Regions from separate parts of the Sus scrofa genome. Here region 2 is linked to region 1. Evidence: chromatin contacts called from public Hi-C data. All regions are on one chromosome and are shown on one strand. The core of a region is the stretch at or near the end of the contact, and the rest is flanking DNA. Distances in the headings are between cores, read along the strand shown.

The links. Hi-C and Micro-C count contacts between places; a contact is called where the count stands out from the background.
Region 2: a Hi-C map of skeletal muscle shows a contact between it and region 1, with 5 times the contacts expected there. The contact joins the promoter of HSPA4 here to the promoter of AFF4 in region 1. A contact is called at or near these places in 3 of 5 promoter capture datasets (fetal liver, fetal skeletal muscle and liver), 22 of 47 Hi-C or Micro-C datasets (adipocytes, alveolar macrophages, blood and 15 more) and 2 of 2 datasets of contacts at active chromatin or transcription factors (alveolar macrophages and skeletal muscle).

Annotation. Positions count from the first base shown.
Region 1 is chr2:135,280,699-135,287,638 of Sscrofa11.1, reverse strand. AFF4 (AF4/FMR2 family member 4) reads left to right here and starts at 3,708. Exons shown (of 21, transcript XM_021084750.1): 1 at 3,708-4,302.
Region 2 is chr2:135,343,384-135,350,332 of Sscrofa11.1, reverse strand. HSPA4 (heat shock 70 kDa protein 4) reads right to left here and starts at 4,609. Exons shown (of 19, transcript XM_005661654.3): 1 at 4,150-4,609. The coding sequence starts at 4,256.

The DNA.
Region 1 (6,940 bases), core at 2,459-4,958:
TAGAATAGTACCTGTTATATAGTAGGTGTTAATAAATGTTCGATCTCTAATGGAGGATTATGTGAAAAAAAAATGTATATGGAGGTATGGTTGGGTCACTTTGCTGTGCAGCAGAAATTGACAGAACACTGTAAATCAACTATAATAAAAAATTTCAAAAAAAAATAAATGTTCGATCTGAGTTTCTAAAATAACAGAGTAATATTTATTAGATACATTTACAATTTAGTACTTCCTATGTCTTGATGTGACTTTCACAAAATCATTTTAAAACCTGAATAAAACCTTGTTCATGAATGTTCATATAAGTTTTATTCATTATCATTAAAAACTGGAAACAACCCAAATGCCCTTCAACTGATGAATGACTAAACAAATATGTTATAGGAGAAGAGTACTACTCCGCAATAAATAGGAATAAATTCCTGATACATGGAACAAAAATATTTGAGTCTCAAAGACATTAGGCTAAGTGAAGGAGGCCAGATTCAAAAGGCTACATCTGTACAATTCCATTTATGTGATATTCTGAAAAAGGTGAAAGTATTGGGACAGAAAGCATCAGTGGTTGCCAGGACCTGAGGATGAGGTGAGGGGTTCGTACAAAGGAATAGGAGAGAATATTTGGGAATCATGGAAATGTTCTGTATCTTGATTGTGGTGGTGGTTACACAGTTGTATGCATTTATCAGAACTCATAGAACCATTTATTAAAAAGGATGAATTTGAATGTATGTAAATTTCATTGTTTAATTTTTTACTGAAGTAGAGTTGATTTACAATGCTGTGTTAGTCTCAGGTATACAGCAAAGTGATTTATACATACATATTTTTTGTGCGTAAATTATACCTCCACAAAAATCTGACTTGAAAACACCCTAGAACTCTACTAAGAATTGCTGCTCTAGCAGTTCCTGTTGTGGCTCAGTGGTTAACGAACCCAACTAGTATCCACGAGAACTTGGGTTTGATCTCTGACCTCGATCAGTGGGTTAAGGATCCAGTGTTGCCGTGAGCTGTGGTGTAGGTTCCAAACACAGCTCAGACCCCGAGTTGCTGTGGCTCTGGCGTAGGCTGGTGGCTGTAGCTCCAATTTGACCCCTTGCCTGGGAACCTCCATATGCTGGTGTGGCCCTAAAAAGACAAATAATAAAAATAAAAATAATTGCTGCTCTAATAATATATTCTGAATAATCTGGATATTGCGTGTTAATAAAGTAGTCATACTTTTGAGATTTTTTTTTCTCTCAATGTTTTATGGTTGCTATTTTCTGTGTAGTTGATTCATGCTGTTCTAGAACATGAAGACAGAAACTTCATTTTGCCTGGACCAGGGATCAGATCCAAGCCACAGTTGCAACCCCAGATCCTTAACCCACCTTGCTGCACTAGGATCAAACCTGTATCCCAGGAGTTTGGCTCAGCAGTTAACGAAACTGACCAGGATCCATGAGGACATCAGTTCGATCCCTGGCCTTGCACAGTGGGTTAAGGATCCGGTGTTGCCATGAGCTGTAGCATAGGTTGCAGATGTGGCTTGGATCCCTCATTGCTGTGGCTGTGGCTGTGATGTAGGCCAGCAGCTACAACTCCCATTAGACCCCTAGCCTGGGAACCTCCATATGCCACGGGTGAGGCCCTAAAAAGTTCAAAAAAAAAAAAACACAAAAAACAACAAAACCCACCCCAACCTGCATCCCAGGGCTACAGAGATACCACTGATTCCAGTGCACCACAGCAGAAACTCCAGGAAATTCTTAATTGCAGAATAATGGCAAAGAAAAGTCTCCGTTTTCCAACCCCAGAACCTGCCCCCCACCCTGCCCCCGTTTTGGTTTTAAAGTAAGGTTTCATTTTACATTGAAAAATTATCGTGATCCTTTATGGAACAAAAAGTATGTTATCTTTTGGTCAAATAACATTTACTACAAAATAAGTAAAGGAGCCTCCTTGTAACATTTGGGAAATATCTTCAATGTTTTAATACTTTAATTGTTGTGTAAAATGGTAATCTTATTGTCACTCTCCACCTTCACTCTGTTCCAGTACAGCCTTGTAAATCTTCCTAGACAGAATATGAAAAAAGCAAATTAAATTGGCACATCTGTGGAGGTTAATTTGGCAATATCCATTCAAATGGAAAATACCTTTTGACCTAAACATTGCAATCTAAGGATTTATAGGTATAGTTGTTCTTCTTATGATTACTAGTTGCAGCTTAGTTTGTAATTTAGTAAAGACTTGACAACAACCTTAATGTCCACCTGTAGGGGATTTGTTAAAAAAATATATATATGCTATTTACATAAAATAGAATATTATACTGCTCGTAGAAGAGTGAGGCAGTTCTTTCAGTGTTAATATGGAAACATATCCAGATATTTTGATTGAGAAAAGGAAGGAACTTAATAGTATATATAGTATGTGATCACTTGTGTAAAAAATATGTATAACTGGACTTTAAGATATATTTAGGGAGTTCCCCTGTGGCTCAGCAGATGTGAATCTGACTAGTATCCATGAGGATGCAGGTTTGATCCTCCGCCTTGCTCAGTGGGTTAAGGATCCAGCATTGCCATGAGCTGTGGTGTAGGTGGCAGATGCAGCTTGGATCTGGCATTGCTGTGGCTCTGATTTGACCCCTAGCCTGGGAACCTCCATATGCTGCGGGTGCAGCCCTAAAAAGACAACAAAATAAAAAATAAAATAAAATATATTTATAAATGTTTTGGGAAAGCTACTGAGAAAATGCTAAATGACTGCCTCCAGAACTGGAGTAGTTAAAATGGTAGGGATGGGAGCATCGATTATTTTTCACTGTTTTGTCACAGTTCATTTTTAGTTTTACATGAATACACTTCCAAATAGATATATAAAATCTACATCAAGTGTTTAGCTTAAAGGCGTGTTTAGCAAAATTCTGTGGTCACTTCAGAATTTTGAAAAGGAAGAAACTTCTATTGATGCTGATGAATTACCAGCTTTAGGGCTGATAAAAACATATTCATACGCACATTCCTTATAGTTTATCATAAATCTCCTCAAAAGCCTTGCATTTCATTTTTAGACATCTTTAAAATGCTTGCTTCAAAATTAGCTCGTAGAAAGTGAAAAAAACGGCTTCACCAGGCTCCTTTATAGAAAGACATCATCTAAGAGGCAGGAAATTATCAAGTGTTTTCCAAATAATAACCCCAAAGTCACTTCTCTGGACAGTTAACCACACTGGGTTCTGTGAGACCCTCTGAAAATTCTGTCTAGTCTATAACTATTACTTTACTCTCAATTACAGCTTCCCCGAGGATGTTAGAAGCAAAGTGTGGAAAACGTTATCTTGACGAAAAGTATTCACGGCCGAAGATGCTTAGATGACCAAGAAAAAAAAAAGGCCTGCCTGGCTTCGCGGGTGATCAAGCCAGGTTCTGGGCGGCCTCCGGTAGAGAAACTCCCCGCAGCCTTCCTTTCTCGGCCGGACCCGCGAGGGCCGCTGGACTGACTCCGGGCTTCAACGTCAGCAGGAGGCCGAGGGTCTAGGGGGGCTTCAGGCTCGGCCACACCCCCAGAAGGGGCCGTCCGCCCAACCCCCTGAGCCCCAGAACCGGTAGATCCGGCTCAGCCCGGCCCCGCCCTTCCGAACCTCGCTAGCGGCTACGCCGTGCGAGGTGCGCGCGCGGGAGGCGCAGGCCCGGTCACGCTCCGCCCCCTCGGCCCGACGCGGCCGCCGGGCCCGAGGGCTCGGGCCTAAGCCGCCGGGGCCAGTACCCGGCCGGGCCACGGTCTTCGGCCCCGAGCGCCGCGCACGTCACCACCCCCCGACGTCACCTCCCGGCACTGCAGGCCCCGCAGCCCTCCGCTTTTCTGGAGGGGAGGGGCCCGGCGTCGCCACGTGACGCCTCGTCCCCGCCCGGCCCTGGTCACATGGGTGGCGCGGCCGCTGCGTCAGTCACAGCCCTGGCTGCGGGAGTCGAGCCGCCGTCGCCGCCGCCGCCGCCAGCGGACGGGGCGGGGATCCCGGTGCCAGGTCCTCGTCAGCCCGCCTCAGCCGGCCCTCCCGGCCAGGCCTCGACCGTCATGGAGCGGGGCGGGACCTCCGCCTGTGCCGTGTGAGCTGCGTCGCCGCCGCCTGCGCTTTTCGAGACCTCCCGAACCCTCGCCGCCGCCGCCGCCCGGAGCCCCTCGCCCTTGGCAGCCTGTCGCCGCCCCTCGGGCGGGCTCGAATGCGCGTCCGGTGAAGGTGCAGGCCCGGCGCTGCCACTGCCGCAGCCGGGAGATGGTTCGGGCCTAGCGGAGCCGGGACTGGAGGTGAGAAGCACCGACGGACTGACGGAGGGCCGGGCCGGGCGGCGGGGGAGTGGGGGAGGGGAGGACGGGGTCCGCCTCCGGATTCGGAGGGACCCTCCGGGCTCGGGCTGCTCGATCCGGCATCTCTTTTCGCCTTCGCATTCCAGCCCCCTACCCTTATACACACACAAAACATTAATGAAATGGCTAACCCAATCCTAACAAAAATTCCCAGAAATCCATCTTTTCCCAGTTTTGTCTTTCCCCTTCCATTTCTCAATCCATTCTTGCCCTCAGAAATTCCTTCGACTGCATCGTTGCTTTTAAAGCCCCTCCTGAATTTCAGGGTGTTTCTAGTTGAAGAGAAAAGAGGGCCTAGATGCTGGCTAGCATTACCCAACTAGTTCTCGCTTTCCTTCTCGCGATCCTGCGCACGTCCTCCTCCTTCTCCTCCTCCTCCTCCTCCTCCCCCTCCCTCCCCCGCAAAAAGGAAAAAAAAAAAAGGGAAAAAAATTTCCGCCTTCGGCTGGTTAAGGGGGTTGACTAAAAATGGGAATGTTGGGGGTGTAATACTGGAACACCCCCCCCCATAACTTCTGAATCGGTCCAGCTCGTTACCCCGATAGCTTGTATTTGGATATGGATGTGTAGGCCTTTCCTCCAGCTGCCGGTGCTCGGGGTTAATCTCGTAATTGACGTCAGTGCTTTGTTCCTTCCACTTTGCTGTTCCTTCCACTCTTTGAGGATGGATCATGGGATCCAGGAGTTGGAGGAGTCTCCTTACTGCCTTTTCTTTCGCAAAGACTGTCGTTTATAGGAAGTTGAAGATACAAATCTGCGATGCTTGCGTGTGGAGTTCAGACTAAGATGCAGAGTTCGATTTAGGGTTCTCAGAGTCATTTCAATTCAGAATGGTGCGATTTCTTTCCTGCTGGCTAGGGAGATTTTAAACTAAAGCTAGGCCCTTTTCCAGTTATCAGTATTTTTCCTGACGGCATCTAGTCTATAGTTGTGAATAGGATGTTTATAAATGCGGTGTTTAAATTGTGTCTTATTTTTGAGAACCCACGTGTTAAAAAGCTCAAAGCTTTGTTTCCATATTGATTTTGCAAAGCTTTGGAAAGTGCTCCTTTTGTGTACTTGTCCTTTAACTTGTCAAAGTTGAAATATTTATGAGAACTTTCTTAATTTGGCATTTAATAAAGAGCCTCTGTGGCCTGTGAATCTGCCTAGAATCATCTTCCATCATATGCGTATAAAGAAGTGTTGGCAGGTTGCCACCTGGTTTTTGACAAAGCTGGCTTCTTTAAATTTCTCAGGTTTATTTTCTACTTATTCGTCCATGTGTCCTTCAGTCTCCAAACATGAAAAAAAAAACCTTAAGAAATTATTGTAAATTATCTTTTAGCATTAACTTAATTGGAAGCAATTAAAAGTTAATTTTTTATACCAACAGTTTCAGTTTGTGATGGTTTGCAGCCTGATGACTGGTTTTTGTTAGCTCTTCAGGAACAGTAGGCAGGTAGGATGTTTGTAAATGACCCAACCTTTACTGTTTTTTTTTTTAAAAGAGCTTAGCTGTGTTCATTGGCAAATGGTCTACAGGTTTGGAGTGTGAAGTTGATTCTACAGTGCTTTGGTGAAGCTGTGTAATTAAGAATTCTTAAAGATAGGATATTTTCATTCAGATTCACTTTCTACTTGTCATAGGACATACATTCCCTTCTCTGTGTTCTTGAGTTCTTGTACCCTCTTTGTGACATTCTGCTTTTTGTATTGTAATTTTTAAAAATAGGTCTGTCATGTCTTTAGAGCAAGATCTATATTTATACCTCTCCCTATGCTCCCCAGTATTTTACACAATTATTAGATTGAATATGTGATGTCCAACCCAAGATTTCACAAAAGGGTAATCTAAAAACAGCTGTATGAGCAAGTTATCTGTATTTGAAGGGGAAAAGTAACTCTCAGTTGCAGAAGATGACAGAAGGTGAAGCCTTTTAAAATTATGTATGTTAACCTTTTTTTAAGAGTTAAGGTAAATGTCACGGTTTTTTGTGTACCTGAGAGGAGCATAGAAAACAGGTATTTGATCTTTTGTGGCTGTCTGGTTTAGAATGGGATCCACAATGTATGAGGCCTTCTCGTCCTAGTATTTTTCATAAAATCGAAAGGATACGCTTAAGTATTGAAGGGACACCTGAACAGTGACCCAGAAGTGCAGTGTGTATTATAAAAATTGATGGCTTCGATTTTATTTTTTATTTCAGCTCTGTGCTACAGATGTTTTACAGTAAAAACTGTCCGTATCATGTAAAGGTTTCCCAGCTTTGGAACCCCCTATCCTCATTTTGTTTGACCTGTTTCCTTTTTTATTTCCTCTAAGTTGAAACGATTAAATTTGATTTCTGGGAGTCTGTTTGTCAGTCTCAGTTATTGTGAAATAAGGTGTAGTCAGTGACGAAAAACTGCTTAAAGCTAACCTGACTTGTTACCTTGCTACTTTTTTGGTTTAGGAAAAGCACCCCTGCTGTAACTCCCCACACCCAGTGACTGACTGGAAAGCCAGTATGGTTTGGCTACTCATATACTGTCATGATTTGTCCTGAGACTGGGGCTCCCTTGGGCTGCTTTGGGCCTGAGTGAGTCTGCCATAATT
Region 2 (6,949 bases), core at 3,360-5,859, 62 kb before region 1:
TGTGGCTGTGGCTGTGGTTTAGGCCAGCAGCTGTAGCTCTGATTCAACCCTTTGCCTGGGAACCTCCATATGCCTCAGGCATGGCCCTAAAAAGACAAACGACAAAAAAAAAAAAAAAAAAAAAAAAAAAATGGCCCTATTTGTTTATATGAATATGCCCCCTATGTCTATTTGTAGAAGTCTGGGAAAAGGCATGCAATTATATACAGCAAACAGCAAATAATTAGAGAAGAAACTTAATCTTACTACTTCAGCACTTTTTTATTTGGTCGAACCTACACCATATGGAAGTTCCCTGGCCAAAGATGGAACCCACACCACAGCAGTGACCCATGCCACTGCAGCGACAACACCAGATCCACTGTGCCACAAGAGAACTCCAAGCACTTTGATTTTTCGTTAAAGCAAACAAGTATTTGGTTAAGTCAGTAAAAAAAGAATTTTTTTTTTTTTTACTTTAGGAAACCCAATTTAGAACTCAATGACATGAAGTTTTGTAGAGTACTCCTACCAATTCTGTATAAAAGGCTGTATTTTAGTTGCTGCATGAGTTTCCACAAGTGATAAATTAGACATGAGAAATGTCAGTAGTCTGAAGCTTTAGCTAACAAATCAAATTTCCTTTTCTTTGAACCCAAAAGATCCAAGTCATCCTGCAGCTCTACTTAGATCTACACAATACATAGACATTCACTCCAGAGAGGAACACTTTTCTTACACAAATAAGGTCTCAGATGTTAATCTGCCAATTAACCAGAGCCTACACATACTTTCAGCTTTTGCTCTCTCAAGGGTAGTTATCAAGAGACAATTTCATCTCTTCAAATTACTAATATATTGTTTTATTAGGAACTAAGTCACACAAAATTACCCTAAGTAACTCACCTCTACCCTATAAATTTTACACAGTATGGCCCAACTAACCCCTGTAATGTCTGCAGTCCGTTAATATTTTAATTCCAAAGAAGCTTTAAGCTTGTACCCTTTCTACTGTAATTATCCAACTAAATGTAAAAATAGGCTTTCCACTTATCCCAAAGCCTATGGTCAAGAAATGTCAACACAGACACTCATAATTTAAAACTCCCAAGTTTATCTCTAAGCTGCCCACACTTCTTTCCCATGCTACCACACAGGTGGAGAGCAACATCAACTCCCACATGGACCAAATACTGCACTAACTTCCTAAGCGTCATCCTGATTCTTCTCTTGCCCTTCTCAAATCTATTCTCCTCAAAAAGAGTCAACTATATTTTTTAAATATAAGTTGAATCACCTCCCACAGCACCTAGATAAAAGTCCTTAACATGATTTACAAAGCCCTGCCATAACCTAGCCTGCCCTGCCTATCTCCTCTCCAGATTCATTCTTTCAAGTGGCTATAATCCGCTCAGTCTGTCCTAAGTACCAAGCTCTTCTAGCCTCAGGGCTTCCTCACCTGCTATTCCTTTTGATGGGCACAACTCTTTCCTCACACCAATGGGAAAATGCTCCTCCTCTAGACTCATTTTAAATGGCACTTCTTTTAGAGCACCTTCCATCACTACCACCATCCAGTTTAAATGAGGTCCCCCTGTCATCACTTTCTGTACTTTCCCATGGGGGCCTTTACCATAGTCAGTAATTATATTTTTGTTTAGCATCTGGTTTTCTACACTAGCCATGTCGACAATGTCAGGATCAGAGTACCTTCACTGCTTAGTACAACGGCATTTTGGAAGCACTCATTATCTGCTAAAATGAAACCTAAATATGGTGAGAAGCAAGGGTCTCTTCTGGGTAAGACTCAACTGGCTCATCAAGAATGGAATTCATATTCTGTTGCACCCACAATTTGAAGTGAGTTATTCCCATCATAGCCAGCTCTCCAGAACCTGCATCTCATTCCACTCACATTAAAAAGTTCATGTGTACCTGAGATGTAAATCCATTCTTCCATAACCATTACTTAAATAAAAACTTTTTCTTCTACTTAGCCAAACTCCAACAACAGAGAAAACTAAGCTAATCAAGACCACAGTTAAAAAATTATTTGAACATATGGCATCCCTCTAAGTTCCCAGGAAATACAGGAAAAACATATAAGGAAAATAAGCTATTTAAATAGATATTCTTATCACAATTACATGGTATGTCTAGTCACCCATCCAGTCTTTGCGACAAATTTAACTGTGATTTGGGAAGATTAAATTCTTTTCTGAAACAACTCTCAGTTCCAAATGAGAGTCATGGTAAAACTGCTGCAGTTACTATCTGCCCAATGGATGGGGAAAAAGGAGCATAAGAGTCTAAAACAAAGGACAAGTACATTTTGTTCCAATATCTGTAACTCTCTTCTTTTTGGAGCTCAAGTCTATTCAATCCTAGGCAGGAAAAGACCAAGAAGTTACAAGTCTAGCTCAGCATACTAGACCCTTGGGTCTAATTTCTTGGGGAAGACGATCTCTGATCTCTCTACAGATGAAGCTAGCTAGGATGCAGAAAGCAACACCAAATAGGAAATTAATGCCTAAATACTTAAAAACAAACTTTAATGCTTTAAAAAAAAACCTTTTGGTATGCAATACACTTCCCTGGAAATACATATTAGATCAACCGTTGAAAACTATTAAGATGGGTGAATAGGGGACTGGGTTGTTATTGCTAATGAGCACAAGATTTCTCATTGGGGTGATGAAAACGTTTTAAAATTGTGTGAATAGTTGCCTAAATTTGTGATTACACTTAAAAAAAGTGTATATTTTAAGAGGGTTAACTGTATTTGTGTGAATAACGTCTCATTAAAATGGAAAACTACAAATAAAATTGAGAAAGGAACATCAGACTATGGTTTTGAATCTGGGGTGGATTTTCCCGGAAGCGCTTGAGTTAGGTGTAAAAAAAGGGGGCAGAAGGAGTTCCCTAGTGGCTCAGTGGGTTAAGCAGCTGGCTTTGTCACTGCAGTGGCAAGGACTGGATCCCTGGCGTGGGAATTTTCACATGCCACAAGGACGGCGAAATAAAATAAGGAGCAGAAATTTGACAAGTTCAAGGGAAACGTGAGTCTTCTGGGTAGCAATGATCAGCCTAGTAAACAGAGCAAGAGACTTGGCCAGAAATCTGTGGCTGAAGAAAACCAACAAAAGGGGGGGGGGGGGAATAGGCCTTAGAAAAGAGGCCCTTTATGACACACATATATGATGTATCAAATATGAGAATCTAACAAATATGAAACTTCAAAAAAATTTTGTCCGAAAGGAAAACAATAGATTGAAACATATCTCTAGGAATTCAAAAAGTAGACTCTTAACTCTAACCAAGGAAAGGCCTGGGTGAGTCATGATTTTTTTAGCGCTGTGTCTATACTGGTCCCATAACTTACTATAGGTTCTAAAAGTCGAAGTGAGCCCCTGAGTCATTCATTAACAATTGCGGCCAACACCCCGGATGGAATGCATTACCCTGAGAATGGAACGCTGTTAAGGGTGGATGCATACAGAATGATAACAGAAAATGACCCAACGTGGTTCAATTTACTGAAACGACGTAAAAAATCAAAGTGAATGCAAAGATATCCAAAAGCCATCAAATTTTATTAAATCCATTTCTGCTATCTTTCCGTGCCAACCCAACCTCAAGATCTCCGGTGCTCCGGCTCCCTCTCTTCCGGGCGCCACCCCACCCCCACTCACGTGGGACTCTGGGCGCTCTTAGGGCCGGCGACCGCCAGAACTCGTTCAACTCAACTAACTTTTATTAAGCGCCTGCTGTGTGCAAAACTCCGAACTCTGCGCTGGGCTGAAGAAACGTCAGTACTCCCTGCGCCTATTATGTACTCTCTAAAAGAGGAGCTCGGTCCACCCCACATCCCAGGCCTGCCTTCCCCCCAACTTCTACTCAATACATCCGCAGGTCCAAGTATCCATTCACAGCCTTCCGCCAGCCGGCGGGCCACAGAAAAAAGGCCTCGCCCCTGCTGCAGACCCACACGGTGGTGGTCGCGGCCACCAGTGACCTAAAACCCAATGGAGGTGCCCTACCCACCACGGCCTCGGCTCGGAACGGAGATTACTGCCCGGCCCACGTTCCCCAAACCGCGAGTGGCACAGACCAGAACAAGTGCTACCTCCCCACCCCCCAGTGCACGCGACTGGCCTGGCCCACACTCACGGCGTGCAGCGGTCGCTGTACTCATTAGCGATCGTTTCGATGCCACCGGCGCGGGCTACGGCGACGTAGCAGCTCTGGAACCCAAGGTCTATGCCCACCACCGACATGGCGCCGGCTACAGCTCGGGCTCGAGCCCCGGTCCGGCCGGCAAGACAGGACACGGACCCCGGCGGGGCTGGCGCGCGGAAAGACGGCCGTGTGGGCCGGGGAACCCGGGCTAGTTGGGGAAGTGAGGGTGACCACACGAGCCCCTCGGTTCTTAGAAGGAGAGCCGCGGCGGAGGGCACTGCTCAGACCGGCTCCGGCTCAGCGGCCGCAGAAGGTGCGCCGGTAGCGGGGGCGGAGAAGATCTCGAAAGATCTCGTTGCGACGAGAGTAAAGCTGCAGCGCGAGAACTGCGACGAGATGTTCTCGCGAGACCCCGGCACAGCTGCTTTTCCTTCTGAAGCCCCGCCCCCCGGTTGCGTACATGTTTACGTCACGTCCGGACCCAAAAACCTGGGAAGGGACTAAGCCGCAGAAAAGATGGTAGAGAGGCGGGGCTGGCCAATTGAGCCTGCGCACAGAACCGGCAGCCGCGCTCCTCGCGGCGGCGCGGAACCGAGAAGCAGCTCCTCTTCCAGAAGGAAATAGGAGCGCCGGTTTGAGGCAAAATACTGAGCAAGCGCTGTTGGCCTACTTCCGCCGTTTTTCTTTATTTCAGAGAAAGTTCCGGTTGTGGCACCTCCCGCGCCCCATCTTGTATTGAGCCCGGTAAAATGGGACCGCGCACTAATCCTCAAAGTTGGGAGAGCCTGGTCATCTCGCCTTGGTGGGGTCTGGTGTGTAGAAGAAAAGATTGCTGTTGGGCCCGGGCCCTGAACAGAGGTTTAGTTCAGGTTCTGTTAAAATCAGAGACAGCGCCCTTTGCGAAGGAGGGGAGGAAGTGACTCTCAATCCCACTGCCTTGATTTTTTTTCCCTCAGTCTTGCACCGTTTTCTAAACCGGTCCTGTCCTTAGATGCAGTTGCACCTAAAGGACCTACTGCACTTTAGCCTTTCAATCCCCAACCCATTTTAAGCACCTGTCTTGAACTGGATGCAAGAAACACGCATTCATAGGTACGTTCAGACATATCGGTAGCGCCAGGATTACATGAAGCAGGCACTCTCCCCTGCAGGGGCACCTGGGTAAGCAGGGAGTTGCGGAGAGTTATGATGTGTTCCTGGTATAGAGAGGAAGCCAGCTGGCAATCAGGAAGCAACTCTACGTAATGAGCATTTCTAATAAATCGCTTGAAGAAGTCTTAGAATACCAGGAATCTGAATCTCTGTGTCTCCAGTAATTTGATATGATTTCTTGTTCTAAGTATCTATTTTATGATTTTTTAAGGGCCCCCAACATTGTGTAAGCTTCAACCCCACAAAACCTGAATCCAACCAGTAACAGGAGTAGCTAAACAAGTAAATGGGATCCCCGTACAGGGTGGCAACTGTTACAACACAGAATGCTGGACACTAGGAAAAATAAAAGGCTGCTTTCAAGTTAGAAAAAAAGTAATAGCTAGCTAGTCTGGGTTGAAAAGAACTGCAGGAAGTACTGCTACTAGGTAGGCTGAATTGAAGACCTCCATCTCAGAGCTCAATCAATTATATTGGACCACTTAATAAAGTGGATAAACAAAGACAAAAGTAAATTTTCCCAAACCTCTGCGTTTGCTGTGTCAATGAAAAATCAATTACTTGTTCTAAGAAAGAAATGGAGGAGTTCCCTGGTGGTTCAGTAGGTTGAGGATCCTGCATTGTCACTGCTATAACACATGTTGAATCCTTGGCCCCGGGAACTTTGGCATGCTTCGGGTGCAGCCAAAAAAAAAAAGGAAAAATTTTATTTGAGCCAGATTTGAGGATTATAATCCAGAGGAGCATCTCAGAAAGCTCTGAGAAGTGTTCCCCTCTTTAGAAGTCTTGGCACAGTTATGTTTTTAGAGACAGAGGGCTGTACATTAAATGACATATTATTGGGAGTCCCCATTGTGGCACAGGGCAAACAAATCTGACTAGTATGCATGAGGATGCGGGTTCGATCCCTGGCCTCACTCAGTGGGTCGGGTGTCCCGAGTTGCTGTGAGCTGTGGTGTAGGTTGCAGACGTGGCTCAGATGCCAAATTGCTGTGGCTGTGGCATAGGCCAGCAGCTGTAGCTGTGATTCAACCCCTAGCCTGGGAACTTCCATATGCTTTTTAGTGCAGCCCTAAAAAGCAAAAAAAAAAAAAAAAAAAAAAAAAGACAAAAAATTCTTGTCTTGCCATAAAATAGGAATCTTATTTCACACCTGCTACCTAAAAAGCCACCTCAGTATCCAGGAACATTGCTTAAAATACATGTTATATGTCTTTAAACATGCTAATTACCACTCAGTTCTCACACTGTGGCTAAATCAAACCTGTTTTTGTCTTCAAAAAGAAGTACTGAGGAGTTCAGGACCTGCCATTGTGCTAACCTGAGGCTGTAATAGGAGGTGTGGAGTCAGGAAAAAAAGCCTTTGAAAAAGAACACAAAGACAAAAAGATGCTGGTACACTCATATTCAGAGCATTTTTGTTGTTGTCTTTTTAGGGCTGCCCCTGAGGCATATGGAGGTTCCCAGGCTGGGGGCCCAAGTGGAGCTGTAGCTGCTGGCCTAAACCACAGCCACAGCAATCCCAGATCCTTAACTCACTGAACAAGACCAGGGATAGAACCTGCGTCCTCATGGGTGCTAGTCAGATTCCTTTCTGCTGAACCATGACAGGAACTCTGACAGCATTATTCACAATAGC